2 separate regions of the Pan troglodytes genome follow, and region 2 is linked to region 1. A link is a contact called in public HiChIP or PLAC-seq data. All regions are on one chromosome and are shown on one strand. Each heading gives the region's core, a stretch centred on a gene start, on an enhancer-like site or on the middle of the called end of the contact. The rest is flanking DNA. Distances are from core to core; before and after follow the strand shown.

Region 1 (7,412 bases), core at 3,262-5,761:
CACCATCACGCCTGGCTAATTTTTTGTATTTTTTTTTTTTTTTAGTAGAGATGGGGTTTCACTGTGTTAGCCAGGATGGTCTTGATCTCCTGACCTCGTGATCTGCCCGCCTCAGCCTCCCAAAGTGCTGGGATTACAGGCGTGAAACACCGCGCCTGGCCACTATTTTTTTTTAAGCAAGGAAAGCATAGATTTATTGAAATGAAAGTACACTCCACAGAATGGAAGTAGGTTCAAGCAAGCGGCTCAAGAGCTGACCAATCCCTTTTACTATCACTAAGGAAAATGGGAATTTCCTTCTAGGGTCCCCATAGACCCCATGGTAACTGACCCTGTTTCTACGGGGACCCCACACTTCCCCATCAGCTCCCCAGTTGTCATAACAACTCCAGGAATCACCAGTGCCCACCCAAGCCTGGGCTGTGTGCTCATCTCCCTATCACTACAGGCCCTTCTCCTTCAGGTGCCTTGGTAATAGAGGCAGGGGACCAAGTACCAAGGAAGTGACTCCACCTTCCCTTTACCCATTTCAGGAAGGTAAACTGAAGCCCAAAAAGGATATGACCAGATAAAGCCAGGTGCGGTGGCTCACGCTTGTAATCCCAGCACTTTGGGAGGCTGAGGCGGGCAGATCACAAGGTCAGGAGTTTGAGAGCAGCCTAGCCAACATAGTGAAACCCCGTCTCTACTAAAAATACAAAAATTAGCCGGGTGTGGTGGCACACGCCTGTAGTCTGAGCTACTTGGGAGGCTGAGGTAGGAGAACCGCTTGAACCCGGGAGGCAGAGGTTGCAGTGAACTGAGACCATGCCATTGCACTCCAGCCTGGGTGACAGAGTGAGACTCCGTCTAAAAAAAAAAAAAAAAAAAAAGGAATATGACCAGGTAAAGTACCGGGGGAGTGGAGGGCCTGACCAGGTTTCTGAGAGGCAGTAGAGATCATCAGTTAGGGAGAGGGAAGTGTAGGCAGGACGAGGTTGCCTCCAGCCTGACCTAACCTCCCTGAACCCTTCTGAGGCCTTAGTGGCATAGCTGGACAGGTCAGCTTCTGCTCCCTCCTGTCACCTGAGGGTTTGTTCTGCCCTGAACTTTGTGACCCTGAGTGCCCTTCCACATTCAGTGCCCCCTCACTCTGTGACCCCATTCACTGGAGGGGTTGCTGAACATCACTGCTGCTCCGGCCTGAACAGGGGCCACTCATCTGCATGCTATGTGGCATTAACTTTTATGGGCTGCCCAACCGCCAGCCTGTCAGGTGCTGTCCCCAGTCCCCCAAGACTCTCCTGCCCTTCCTATGCCTTCCCTGGGGGAGCTCTGGTGGGCTCTGAGTCCTCTAGATGAGCCCCCACCTGTCCACCAGGCCTGCTTGACTAGCTCTGCCCTGCCCCAACTCCTGACAATTTGCTTCTTGTCCCACTGCTCCTGCTGTTTCTTCCTCTCAGCCCTCAAAGCCCAAACTCAGCCTCCTCTGGGGTGACTTCCTGACTGGTCACTGCCATGGGACCCACCTCCTCTATCCAGTCATTCAGCTAATACCCAAGGAGCACCTACTGCATGTGAGGTCTGACAATCGTAGTAGGACCCTGCCTTGGTTTCCCCACCAGGGCCCTAAGGAGCTCCAACTGAGTGAAGTCCTGGGATGCTCTGACCCTTCCTTCTTCCCTCAGCAGCCACCCACAGCCCCCTCCCTCACTATGAGGCCCCCAGTTGAGCCGGGCCCACAGGGGGAGGGGGTGGGTGGGTCTAAACCTGGGGTCTTTAAGGAAGAGGAAGGGCAGGAAGGAGTTACTCCCCCCTCTCCATCCCCACCCAGACCCACAACTGGGGAAACAGGTTTGCCAGCTGATGTCAGCTCTCACTGCTGAAGGGAGGGGTGCAGGTGTTGCTGGCTGGGTGGCTGGCCAACTAAAGGGTCTCTAAACACCCACTTTCAGCTCTGCCCCTTACCTTGCACTCCCCCTCCCCAAGCACACACACAATAGGTCCGTAACAGGACTCAAAGTTGCATAGCCTACTCCTCCCTGGATTGGGGGTTCCAGGATCAGGGGCAGGAGCAGGCGGGCAGGAAGGCGAGCTGGGAGGCTGGCCCTAGCTTCCTCTTCCCAGGCAGCCTGGCCCCGCCTGGCTCCTGGGTTTGCTGTTACATCCTGGATTTGTTTGCCTGGCCCCAGGCTGCCCACTGTCTGCTCAGGCTTCCAAAGCTACAACCTGCCAGCCTATGCTCCATACCTGCCCTGCGAGGTGAGGAGCTCCGGGAGGGGGAGGCTCAGCACAGATATGAGCCATAACCACCTCCTGAGGGGATGGGGGGTGGCCATGTACAGAGCTCAGCTAGATGGGGCATCAGGAGGCAACCATGCTGGAGTTACTGTCCTGGGAGATACCAAGACACTCCCAGCAGCCTGCCACCCAGGCTGAAGACCTATCATTAACATCCCTCACACTCATCAGCTGGTTTAAGCCCCCTTTACCTGCCCATGCACCTAGAGCCTGCCCATAGCTATGGGGCAGTCCGAGGAAGGAGGACTAGGGGTAGGCTTCTCTTCAAACCCTCTGCTCCTTCACAACCACTGGGGATGCAGGCAGAGAAGCTGGGGCGAGGGGACCCAAGGGGGCCAGGAAAACAGGAGCCTTCTCTGGTCTGGACCAGCTATAATGGCTACCTCTCCGCAGAGTCCAGGAAGTCCCTGAGGTCAGGGCTGTGTCAGTTTTTTTTTATTTTATTTTTTTGAGACGGAGTATCACTCTGTCACCAGGCTGGAGTGCAGTGGCGCGATCTCGGCTCACTGCAACCTCTGCCTCCCTGGTTCAAGCGATTCTCCTGCCTCAGCCTCCCGAGTAGCTGGGATTACAGGCACACCCCACCACGCCCGGCTAATTTTTGTATTTTAGTAGAGATGGGGTTTCACCATGTTGGCCAGGATGGTCTCGATCTCCTGACCTTGTGATCTGCCCGCCTCGGCCTCCCAAAGTGCTGGGATTACAGGTGTGAGCCACCGTGCCCGGCCAGGGCTGTGTCAGTTTTACAGGCAGGAAGCAGAGGCTCAGAAGTCGAGTTCGATCTGAGTTATACCAAAGAGGGACTCTACTCCATGCCTGGCCTCCTGCTGGGGCCTGGACCTCTCACAACCTGAGCGGACTGAAGAGGCTGTGGTCCTTCTGGCCTGGACTCCAGGTCCGTGGAAGACAGTGGGCCAGCCTCCTTATGGAGGGCCAGCGTGTCTGAGCATGAATTCCCCCCACTGACAAACTGTTCAGGGCACACAATGGTCCATTGTGCCCAGGGCACACCTGAGCCAGGAGCATGATGCCAGGCAGGTGCAGGGAGGGAGGTGCTGGGTGAAAGGGAGGGGAGTGTTACCCTGGGATCCCTCCCTGCTGTGGGTACAGAAGGAAAATGGGGGACTATGTGTGTGAGACGGTGTGAGTGATACCAGGTTCTCAGCTGATGGGACACCCACGTCTGAGTCACTCCCCTCACCTTCTGACTCCACCTGAAGTATTTTCTGAGATGGGTGGGGAGCTCAGGAGGAACGGGCCTCCCTCCAACCTTTTCAGACATCCCTCAGGGCCTCAAGGACCCACCCTCACCCTGGGCATCCAGAGGAAAACCTTTTCTTCTGCTCCTAGAGAGGTCCTGGGTCTACCCCTCAGAATGGGGGTGGGGTGGGGTGGGTCATTTCAAGTCAGGGAAGAGCTTATCACAGCCTGTTCGCTGGGGTGTGGGGGGATGCAACTCAAGAAGGACCTGAAGTGGGAGCATTCCCCTTCCACACACCTCCCTACCTTGGCCCACACCCCCAGACCCGTTGGCCACGACCACCCAATCAGGCCGCGCCCAAGGGAGAGGCAGCTCATAGACAAATTGAGTCCCCCTCCCCCTAGCCTCCTGGCCAGTCTCCAGGTCTCTCCAGGTCTCAGTTTCCCCGTTTGTAAAAAGGCCAAGTGTCCGGCCGCCTCGGCCCAGGCCACTCTCCTCTAGCAAGAAAGACTCAGGCTGCACGGTCCTGCTCGCGGGGGTGGGTTGCTATGAAGTGCACGACCGCGAGCTCTGTCCCCAAGGCATAAGTGCCAGAGGCACCCGGCGGGCTGGGGGCACACACGTGTGTGCGGAGCCGGAGCATGCCCTGCGCGCGCGCGCGCGGCTACGCGGCCCCAGCGGCGCGGGGCGCAGGTGCAGCAGGCGCAGGGCGCGCGAAGCTGGGGGCACCGCGGCTGCGGGTGCGGGTGCGGGTGCGGGTGCGGGCGCGGGGCGGGGCGGGCTCACCTGCGCGTAGTAGAGCAGCCACAACTCGTACAGCCGCTCCGAGGCGGCCATGGCCCGGCCCGGCTCCGGCCCTGCTGCGCGCCACCTGTCGCCGCCTCCTCCGCGCCGCCCGCCGGTTGCCCTCGGCCAGGCCCATGGGCGGAGGGCGTCACTCCGGGGCGGAGCGGCGCGGTACTACTGGGGAAGTCTGCGGCTGTGGCCTCCGCGGCGCAGAGCCACCCAAGTCTGCTCGCTCCTCCTCCTCCTCACTGCCGGCCGCCGCCCGGCTTCCTGCACTTCGCTGCAGTCACCGCCGCCCCGCCTCTCCTGGGACCATGTAAAGGGCGGAGAGCCTGGCAGGAGGAGGGGCCTATGGGCCGGGCGGCCCGGGAGGGTGCCCCGCCGCCCTGCCCCACCAGTGCCATTGGAAGGGCCAGCCTGAGCCTCCGGGACGAGGGTCGGGGTGAGGAATTCCAGACTTCCCCAGTGTCTGAATCCGCCCAGGACGCTGATCGCCTGACTGCATTTGCCGCCATTCAGGGAAGGGGCGGCGGGCCGCGTGGAGGTGGCGAGGGTCCTTCAACAATAATCACCACCACCACCATGACGACCCCTTGTAGCGCTTATCAAATGCCAGGTGCTACTCTGTCGCTTTATGGGAAGACCGAAACGCAACTTTTGAGCTCTAGCTGTTTGTGGAGTGTGATGGCGGGAAGTTAGAGAGTAGCAGGACTAGCCTGAAATACCTTCGGGGCCGCGGTGCCCTCCCAGATCCCAGAGAGGCTTAGACCGTTCCCACGGGTCCCCCTCCCTCCTCCAGGAAGCCTTCCCAAACGCTCCAGTGGAGGGGCTCCCCCCATTCCCCAACTCCAGGGCCCAGAACTTGCTTCACATATGTTGTTTCTTTAACCTCAACAGGTGGGTGCCTCATGGCTCTGTTTTTTGTTTGTTTTTGAGACAGAGTCTCACTCTGTCGCCCAGGCTGGAGTGCAGTGACTCGATCTCGGCTCACTGCAACCTCCGCCTCCTGGGTTCAAGTGATTCTCCTGCCTCAGCCTCCCGAGTAGCTGGGACTACAGGCGCGTGTCACCAGGCCCAGCTAATTTTTTGTATTTTTAGTAGAGACGGGGTTCCACCGTGTTAGCCAGGATGGTCTGGATTTCCTGACTTCATGATCCACCCGCCTCGACCTCCCAAAGTGCTGGGATTATAGGCATGAGCCACCGCACCCGGCCGGCTCTGTTTTACAGATGGAGAAACTGACGCCCAAGTTGACCAAATGAGGACCACCTGGGCAGCAGGGGCAGGGACCTAGGCTTGACTGACTCTTTTTTGGGTCCCTGCCACCATCACCCCGTGCCCCCTTCCCCATCCCCTTACCTCACAGTCTGGACACGGGGAAAGGGGCACGGGGTGATGGTGGCAGGGACCCAACCCCTGGTGTTGGGCAGGGGTCAGGCTCTTTGTTGGGGCTGGGGAGAAGTTTTCTGGGCCCAGAGAGGTGCTACTGGTTCCAGGAGTTGACCAGTCTGGAGACTCCTAGACCTTGGTTGGCCAAGAGAACAGAGACCCTGTCCTGTTTTGTTCTCCCAGCTTCTTGGTTCACCTCTGGCCTTTTGTCCTGCTTCATCCATCATAGCTCTGAGCTGAGGTTTCCTGAGCACCTCCAAACTGCATGCCAGGCCTTGGCAGAGCAACCCATCCACTACAGGGAAGAAGGCTTAGACAGACCCAGGTTAGTGAGGACAAGAGGGTTAGTGAAGGGAGGGCTAGATCTGCAGTCTGTGGCCCATGGGCCTCTGAAGGGAGTTGGAAGGGGAAGAGTGGATGTCCACCTGTAGCCAGCTTGGGAAGGGAAGACTCGGGGAGGGAACAGCCTAAGAGGCTGGTTGTCCCCTGGCAGTGGAGGTGGGGAGGGGGCGGCATGGTCTCCTATTCCCAAGTGAGAGGGGGTGTGGCTTTGGGGACCCCCACATACTGAAAGAATATCTTGACTTCAGCCTAAGTGGTCTCGTGGTTATCAGGACACTCTAGTTCATGCAGGAAAGAAGACTCTGGCAGCTTCTGCTGGGTAGCCATGAATCTTGTGGCGACTTGCAGTCGAGGCCACCCCAAGTCTTTCTAAGCTGGGGATTGGGGGCAGTACTTGAGGCCCACTGGACCCAGGTTGGGGTTTGCTCTTCCCCGGGAAAGGTAACTTGACCCTGAGGAGTTTGCTGCTCCAGGAGGGGATGGGAATGAGAGGGGATCATCTTTGAGTCCAGAGGGAAACAGCCATACAGTCAGGTCCCCCTCACTGTGCAGGCTTTGTCTGAGATGAGAGTGGTCACAGAGGGGCTTAGGGGCGCTTGTCAGGTGAGTCCGGGGAGCCACTGGCAGCTGCAGAGGTGTAAGTCATACCTTATATTAGGGTGGGATCGAAGTGGAGGATCAGGGAAGGCTTTTTTTTTTTTTTTTTTTTTTTTTTGAGACGGAGTCTTGCTCTGCTGCCAGGCTGGAGTGCAGTGGCACGATCTCGGCTCACTGCAACCTCTGCCTCTCTGGTTCAAGCGATTCTCCTGCCTCAGCCTCCCGAGTAGCTGGGATTACAGGCACGCGCCACCACGCCCAGTTAATTTTTGTATTTTTAGTAGAGATGGAGTTTCACCATGTTGGCCAGGATGGTCTCCATCTCCTGACCTCGTGGTCCGCCCTCCTCGGCCTCCCAAAGTGCTGGGATTACAGGCGTGAGCCACCGCGCCCGGCCCAGGGAAGGTTTCTTGAAGGCATTCGAGCCTTGTCAGGTCAAGTGGACAAGGATGAGTCAGGGCATTCCAAGAGGCCAGCATGGAGTGATTAGTGTGGTTAGTACTTGGGCAAAACCGGAGCGATCGACGCACTCTTTTCTCCTTCTCTCAGGTCTGAATTCCACTTGCTGCTCTTTCACTGATCAGCGTTGGATAAATCAAGCCTTAGCTTTTTTTTTTTTTTTCTTTTTTTTTTTGCTGGCTCCCCACCCACTAGGCAAGTTGCCCGGAAGAATAAGGGCGGGGCGGGGCGGGGCGGGGCGGGGCAAGGCGGGGAGGGCTCGCCCATAATAACCCGGCATTGATTGGCTTTCAGGACCTCCCAGTCTCTCATTCTCGTCCTTGGATTGGCCGCGAGACATTTATCCACTCTCCTTAGG
Region 2 (7,412 bases), core at 1,741-4,240, 180 kb before region 1:
GCATGATCTCGGCTCACTGCAACCTCTGCCTCCCAGGTTCAAGTGATTCTCCTGCCTCAGCCTCCTTAGTAGCTGGTATTAGACATGTGCCACCACGCCGGGCTAATTTTTGTATTTTTAGTAGAGACCGGGTTTCTTCACGCTGGTTAGGCTGGTCTTGAACTCCCAGCCTCAGGTGACCCACCTGCCTCGGCCTCCCAAAGTAATGGGATTACAGGCGTGAGCCACCACACCCAGCTGAAATTATAAAGGCTTTTACGATTTTAGCACTCTGGGAGTGAATGCCTCAAATATTTCATGCTAGGGCTTTTTAGACATTTTTCCTTTAAACATGTGCAGAAAGTAGGGGATGGTCAGTATTTAATAACACGAAAAACCGAATTATTCCACAGCTTTGATCAGGAGGCCAGGCCCAAGTATGTGCTCCAAGCATGCATTCTCTTTGACTTAAAAATATGAGTCCAAAGAACTCTGAGTGCAGTTATAGATGAAGGCACTGCCTGTAAAAACCCAGTTCATTTGTTTCTGTTTGGGGCTTAGAATTCTCACTGATTCCCATGGCTTGACAAGCTTATTGCATTGGGTTCTGACCAAACCAATGCTATCATGAGACCAGGCATTCCAGTGCCCAGCTGTAACTCCTGCAAGAGAATTGCTTACTTTCTTATTAAGGAAATAGGAAACCTGCACCTGACTGCTTTTTTCTCATTCACCTCAGCTTAGGTCCTTACCACCTCACATTGTTTCAACCACCTCCACCTAAAATTGTCCTTTCCTGCCTGTCCAAGGTCAAGTGACTCCCAATTGCCTATGTGGCATCTAAGGCACAGGGCCTCAATCTATTCTTTCAAAGCCCAAAAGATAACACTTACTGGGCACTTACTCAATGAAAGGCACTGTGCAAGCATGTTCACAACATTCTCTGCACAGTGGCTAATACCCCATTTACAGGTGAGGCACGGGAAGCATAAGAAGCAAGCATCCCAATGTCACAGGGCTAGAAAGTGCCTGGTACACAATGCCAGGTAGAGCTAGCTCTTAAACTCTGCACTATCATGGCTGAAGAATGCTGACGTTTACTGAAAGTTTAAGCCTTTAACAAATAGCTCATTTAATCCTCACAATAATGAGAAGACCTGTCGGCAGCAATATTCTCATTTTATAATGAGAAAAACCACAGGGAAATTAGTAATAATCACGGTGTGTTAAAAAAATGGCCTTGGGAGATTCGAACCTAGGGAGTCAGATGGACCCTGGACCTCCATGCTAACCCTAAAGGTACCAGGAAAAAAAAAAACAAAAGCCAAAATAATCCCTAAGTGAAAAACAATGATTATAAAACACTAATAGACACTGTAGCCTACATACATATAAAGGCTATTTTAAAAAGTTAACCACTGAAGGATGTTTATTCTCTCGTATCATATTTCAGTTTTTTTTTGTTGTTGTTGTTTTATTTTTTTGAGACGGAGTCTCGCTATATCGCCCAGGCTGGAGTGCAATGGTGCGATCTGGGCTCACTACAACCTCCGCCTCCTGGGTTCAAGCGATTCTCCTGCCTCAGCCTCCCGAGTAGCTGGGATTACAGGCGCACCACCACGCCCAGCTAATTTACTTTTTATTTTCATTCATTTATTTATTTTTTTGAGATGGAGTCTTGCTCTGTCGCCAGGCTGGAGTGCAGTGGCACAATCTGGGCTTACTGCAACCTCCGCCTCCTGGGTTCAAGCGATTCCCCTGCTTCAGCCTCCCGCGTACCTGGAATTACAGCCGTGCGCCACCACGCCCGGCTAAATTTTGTATTTTTAGTAGAGATGGGGTTTCGCCATGTTGGCCAGTGTGGTCTGGAACTCTTGACCTTAGTTACTCCGCCCGCCTCGGCCTCCTAAAGTGCTGGGATTACAGGCGTGAACCACCGCGCCTGGCCCACTTTCAGTTTTTAACCACTGTTTCTCAACTGGAAGACACATCCTTTCCTTTCCGTTACCAATTGCTGGTAAAATCCGATTCAAAATTCTAGTGGAAAAACAACAGCAACAACAACACAAAAAACGCTAACCCTATGAACCCCCAATGTCAAAATGATCTATCGCCAAAAACTCTTCAGCGTCTAGAAAGTTTAGCTATTGGATTTACGCGTTCCTATCTCTCCTTCCAAAAATAACAACTCGTAGCTCTTTCAAGTTATTCTACTTAGTCTCATCTTATCATTTCTGTAGGAAAGTGATTAATACCCTTTTTTTCATGACATTGCCTCTAAGGCCCCAAGAACCACACAGGAGAGGGGAGCTGCCGCCTTGGAGACTTCGGGTGGGGGCAGAACGCCGCGCCGAGGTGGAGGTAGGAGCCCCGAGGGCACAGCGGGCAGGAGGGCGGAGGAGGCTGGCGGGAGCTCGGCCTCCGAGCAATCCCCCGCCTCGCTGGGCTTCCATGCTTGCTAAAGGGTCGAGATGAACGGGCAAGGGAGAGAGAGGGCGAGGAAAAATAAAAAAGAGAGGGGCGAGTGGGACGAGGGGCCCGGGAGCAGCCGCGGCCGCGTTACCTCGGAGCCCAGAGGCCTGGGGGAGGGGCCCTCGGCGCTGCCGCGGACTCCGGGGCTCCCGGCGGGCAGGTCCTGCAGGGCCGCGGAGCGAGAAGGCTGATGTCTCGTGTGTCTCGGGGAGTTCTCCCGACGTCGCCTGCTGTTTGTCAGTCGTCAGCTGTGACACGGTAGCGGGCCGGGTCACGCTGCCCCCGGCCGCCAGGCGGGTTGCGGGAGGGGTCGCGGTGCCGCCTCTCCAGGTCCGGTCTGGCCCACATCACTGGGGCCGGGGGTTTATTGTTCCGGAGAGCCACAGGCACGGTCGGCCTGGACCCGCCGGGCAGTGTTCCGCTCCGCCCGTCCCGGCCTGGGGTCAAGCCAACAGCTGCAGGCACGCCGACTGGCGGCAGATCGGTGGCCCGTGTGTGTCTCTTTAAGGGGCCGGGCCTGCGAAGCTGAGGGGCGGGTGGGGTGTGCGTCGCTCCCGGTGTGAGGGTGAGAGGGAGAGAGCGGCTGGCGGGCGTCCGAGGGAGGGAGGGAGCGACGAGCGAGGTAGCGACGCGGGCCGCCCCTGCCGCCGCCGCCGCGGTCGGACCTGCGGCCTCCTCCCCTCCCCTCCCCCGCGTCGCCCTGCTGCGGGGAGGGGGCTCGCGTCGCCGTCTCCAGCCGCTCCCGATGAAGCAGCTGCAGCCGCAGCCGCCTCCGAAGATGGGGGATTTCTACGACCCGGAGCACCCGACCCCTGAGTAAGTATCAGCTCCGCGGTCCCCCGCTGCTGTCGGCCGCCTTATCCCCAGCCGAGGGCGGCGCGTCCTGACGGGTGGCGGCGCGGGCCGGCGCGAGGAGTAACGGGCCCACGGTGGCCTCGCGCGGTCGGTGTCGGGAGCAGGCCCGCGCCGCCACTTCGAGCCGCTTGGCCGGGGCCGCAGCAGGCCCGCGGTTGGGCCCAGCGTTGGCGCCGCTGCTCGTGTCGCGGCGGCGGTTGGGCCGGGCCGGTGGGGGAGGGGCGGCCACGGTCCCTACGGTTACCGCCGTGTCCGCACCGACCCGGCCATCCCGGGGCTCGGCGGTCCTCGCGGGCTCCTCGCGGCTCGTCCGGGCCCCGCTGCTAGCCAAAGGGCAGAGTCGGAGGAGCTGCCGGTGCCGGGCCCGGCAAGAGGGCGCCGGTGAGGGTAGGCCGCGAATCCCCGGGCTCGGGTGGAAGCTCGACCCGTCGCCCGACCTCCCCGCGACGGCGGCGCCTCGGACCGGAAGGGCCTAGCGCGGGTTGCCTGGCCCCCGGGCCGTGGAGGGGCCCGCGCTGCACTCCTGAGTTTGATTTTTTCCTCCTGGGAACTCGATCCTGGCCTTGCAGTGCTTCCGGCTTCACATTGTGCACCTTTGGCACTTGGGTTTTGTAATGGCGAGGTTTGTGTGGTCCCGTTGTTGAGGTGACACCGGGTTTGTTTTTCCGCTTGAAAATGAAAGCCTCCTGAGGGACATACATTTTCTTGCAGGTTGTGAGATTTTCACACTTTCGGACACAATTTTCTTGGTAACAGGAATCTCTTACCCTAACCGGATGACTTTCTATTTCTTGTGAAGACTTGGTTAAAAACCAAGAATCGTTTGAGGATTCTCTAAAGAAGACAATGTTGTGGAAAACCGAGACACAGTTTTGCCCAATAGTAATTTTTCAGTCTAGGACACCTTTACATTTCTCTTGAGGTCTGAATCTGCTGCTGTATCTGCTACCTCAGAAAGCCTGGAGTCACTTCTTTCCCTGAACCCTCACGAGATCATTGTTTTGAAAAGCCGTTCTTAAACACCGTTTGCTGGTGTTAGACCTAGGAATATACTATTGATTTAAAACTTATCGGTTGATAGGGGTTTCACATGAAACTGTCAAACTTTTATGACCAGGATGATTCCAAGAGCTTTGCTGTTTTGACACATTTTACCTTAGGTTTGCTCTGGCTCGTTTTTGAATCCCTTGCCACATCTTCTCACATTGGTCCAGAAATGTCTGGATCTTAATTGATAGTTTTGATTGCAACACAAACGGATTCTGTTGAGGTGTTGGTCATTTCTGCACAACAAGATAAATCATTATTTTGCTTTTCTAAAAACCCAACTCTTACTTGCAATAGTAAGTTAACATGGCTTTTTCCTTTCATGGGTTCTTGGCCATTGGTTAACATTACCTTAATTAGATTGGTCTTTTTGTTTTGCTACTGGCAGGGTCAGTTAGGTAAGTTTGTTTTGATTTACTGCACAATCAGTCCAATTACAAAGCTCATGTTATAGGTTTTTAGTTTGAAAAACCTCAAAAAAAATTTTATATTACGATTCAATAAATGTTTATATAGCACTTGCTCTGTACAAAGTAACATGCTAACCCCTGAATAGGCTAAGTGCCTGCTTTCACTTCCTTTTACCAGGTTGTTTGGTGAAGTCCGGAAGCTTTAAGGATCACATCCTTACACTTCTTGGGGAAAAACAATTTTTCATAATATGTGGGAAAATGGACTCAGAAGTGCATCTTTGGTAGACCTGAGTGGGGAAGGAATCAAGAATGTTTTATGGTTTTACATGTTTTGGAGTTTTAATTTTTATTGCTTTAATGTAGTAGAAGTCCACTGCTTTGGATTTCTAACAGTGATTATATATTTTTAAATTCTCGTGTATTTTTTCCTTTTTTTTTTTTTTAGAGGCAGGGTCCCACTCTGTCACACAGGCTGGAGTGCAGTGGTGTCATCATGGCTCATTGCATCCTTGAACCTCTGGGCTTAAGCAGTCCTCCTGCCTCAGCCTCCTGGGTTGGGACTATAGGCATGTGTCACCACACCCAGCTAATTAAAAAAAAAAATTACGTTACTCAGACTGGTTTTGAATCCCTGGCCTCAAGTGAGCCTCCTGCCTTGGCCTCCCAAAGTGCTGGGATTGCAGGCATGAGCCATTGTGCCAGGCCTCTTCTTGTGTATTAACCTGTATGGAGTAAAGAATTGTAACATGTTTTTTGTTGTTGTTGTTTTGTTTTTCCTTTTTTTCATAATACTATAAAGACTGGAGGGGATCGTGGTAGGTATCCTGAGCAATATCACCTGTTTGGCATATGAAGAAAATGAAGGCTAGAGAAGTGAAGTGACAGCAAACTCTTGAGATAGTAAGCTAGTTAGTGTTTATAATGCTAGAGAGAGGAGAGAGAAAGGCAGTATAGGGTTTAAAAAACCTGGATTTCAGAGTCAGACCTGAATCTGAACACTATTTTAACCTTGGACGATGACTTCATCTCTCTGAACTTGGGTTTTCTCATCTTTTATATAGGTATTATAATGGTTAACAACTTACTGGGGCTTTTTGGGAGGATTGAATGAGATAATGCATGAAGAGCACTTGGCGCAGAATGTGGCACGTGTAAGTGCTTCTAGTTGGGGTCATCAGGGAAAAGTTAAAAGGTAGGATTTAAGTTGAGGATGAAAAGACTAGGTGGGCAACATGGCTCAGGGGAGGAATGACCAAGTGCCCTTTTTAGACTTTGGATGGTTTGAAATGGTACTTAGACATATGAAGAAATTGAGGCAAAAATGTAAATTCAGTTTGACTGAAGTAACACTTAGCGTCTGATGTTCTGGGTTTGTCTTGTACCCATGCTTTTAATCAGACACAGCTGCAAGATGTCTTTTTTTTTCAGCAGCATAGAGGACATTGTGTTTCAGGTGAAAATGGCCGTAATCACTTGAGTATCTGTGCAGTGGGTGTCCATTATGGGGCAGGCCCAGGGACAGGTGTTGAGGACACGGCAAAGTAGATCCAGTTAGTCTTTAAGGAACTCTTTTAATGAAGGAGATAGGCAAGTACTTTACAGTGATAGAGGTGCAGGTCTTTGAACATATGCATGTCTGTTGTATGCCAAACATAGGCACACTAGGGGTAATTGGTGTACAAAACAAAATTTTGCCCTTGTGGAGTTTACATCCTAATAGGGGTGATAATAAATGATATAGAATGTTCTGGCCAAGTGGGGTGGCTTTCATCGGTAATCCCAGCACTTTTGGAGGCCGAGGTGGGTGGATCACCTGAGGTCAGAAGTTGGAGACCAGCCTGGCCAAGATGGTGAAACCTCGTCTCTACTAAAAATACCAAAAAAAAAAAAAAAAAAAAAATTAGTCTGGTGTGGTGGCAGGCGCCTGTAATCCCAGCTACTCGGGAGGCTGAGGCAGGAGAATTGCTTGAACCTGGAGGCGGAGGTTGCCGTGAGCTGAGATTGTGCCACTGCACTCCAGCCTGGGGGACAGAAGGAGATTCCATCTCGAAAAAAAAAATAATAAAATTAAATAAATAATGTAGAGTGTTCAAAGGTAAGTGCTTTGGAAAGTTGAATAGAGTAAGGGGGATTCAGAATTGTTGAGGAAGAGGTTGCAATTTAAAGTGAGGTATACTGGGTGAGTATCCTTGAGAGAGTGATTTTTAGGAAAGATTTAAAGGAGAAGTAGCCATGTTAATAACTGGGGTGAAGGCATTTCAATAAGAGGGAATAGTTTCAAGGTGTTGAGGCAGACCTGTGAGTTTTGCCCATTATGGCTAGAATGGAATGAGCAAGAAGGTGTAATAATAAACTGGGTTAGGGTGAGATGGGGTTTAGCTTTTTTTTTTTTTTTTTTTTTTTTTTTGGGATGGAGTCTCACTCTGTCCCCCAGGCTGGAGTGCAGTGGTGTGATCTCGGCTCACTGCAACCTCTGCCCCCTGGGTTTAAGCGATTCTCCGGCTTCAGCCTCCTGAGTAGCTGGGATTACAGGCGCCTGCCACTGTGCCTGGCTAATTTTTGTGTTTTTGGTAGAGATGGGGTTTCACCTTCTTGGCCACGCTGGTCTTGAACTCCTGACCTCATGATCCACCTGCCTTGGCCTCC

Evidence for each region. HiChIP or PLAC-seq counts read pairs in DNA pulled down with a chosen protein or histone mark.
Region 2: an H3K4me3 HiChIP or PLAC-seq map of stem cell-derived excitatory neurons shows a contact between it and region 1, with 2.5 times the contacts expected there. The contact joins the promoter of SETD2 here to the promoter of NBEAL2 in region 1. A contact is called at or near these places in 1 of 7 Hi-C or Micro-C datasets (stem cell-derived neural progenitor cells) and 1 of 1 datasets of contacts at active chromatin or transcription factors (stem cell-derived excitatory neurons).

The regions. Positions count from the first base shown.
Region 1 is chr2:50,985,449-50,992,860 of NHGRI_mPanTro3-v2.0_pri, reverse strand. It overlaps NBEAL2 (neurobeachin like 2), which reads right to left and starts at 4,511. Exons shown (of 54, transcript XM_003309774.6): 1 at 4,268-4,511. The coding sequence starts at 4,318. CCDC12 (coiled-coil domain containing 12) reads left to right here and starts at 2,146. Exons shown (of 9, transcript XM_063806766.1): 1 at 2,146-2,241; 2 at 7,412.
Region 2 is chr2:51,168,081-51,175,492 of NHGRI_mPanTro3-v2.0_pri, reverse strand. SETD2 (SET domain containing 2, histone lysine methyltransferase) reads left to right here and starts at 2,990. Exons shown (of 20, transcript XM_063805652.1): 1 at 2,990-3,267. It overlaps LOC129143616 (a long non-coding RNA gene), which reads right to left and starts at 2,934. Exons shown (of 4, transcript XR_010155182.1): 1 at 2,543-2,934.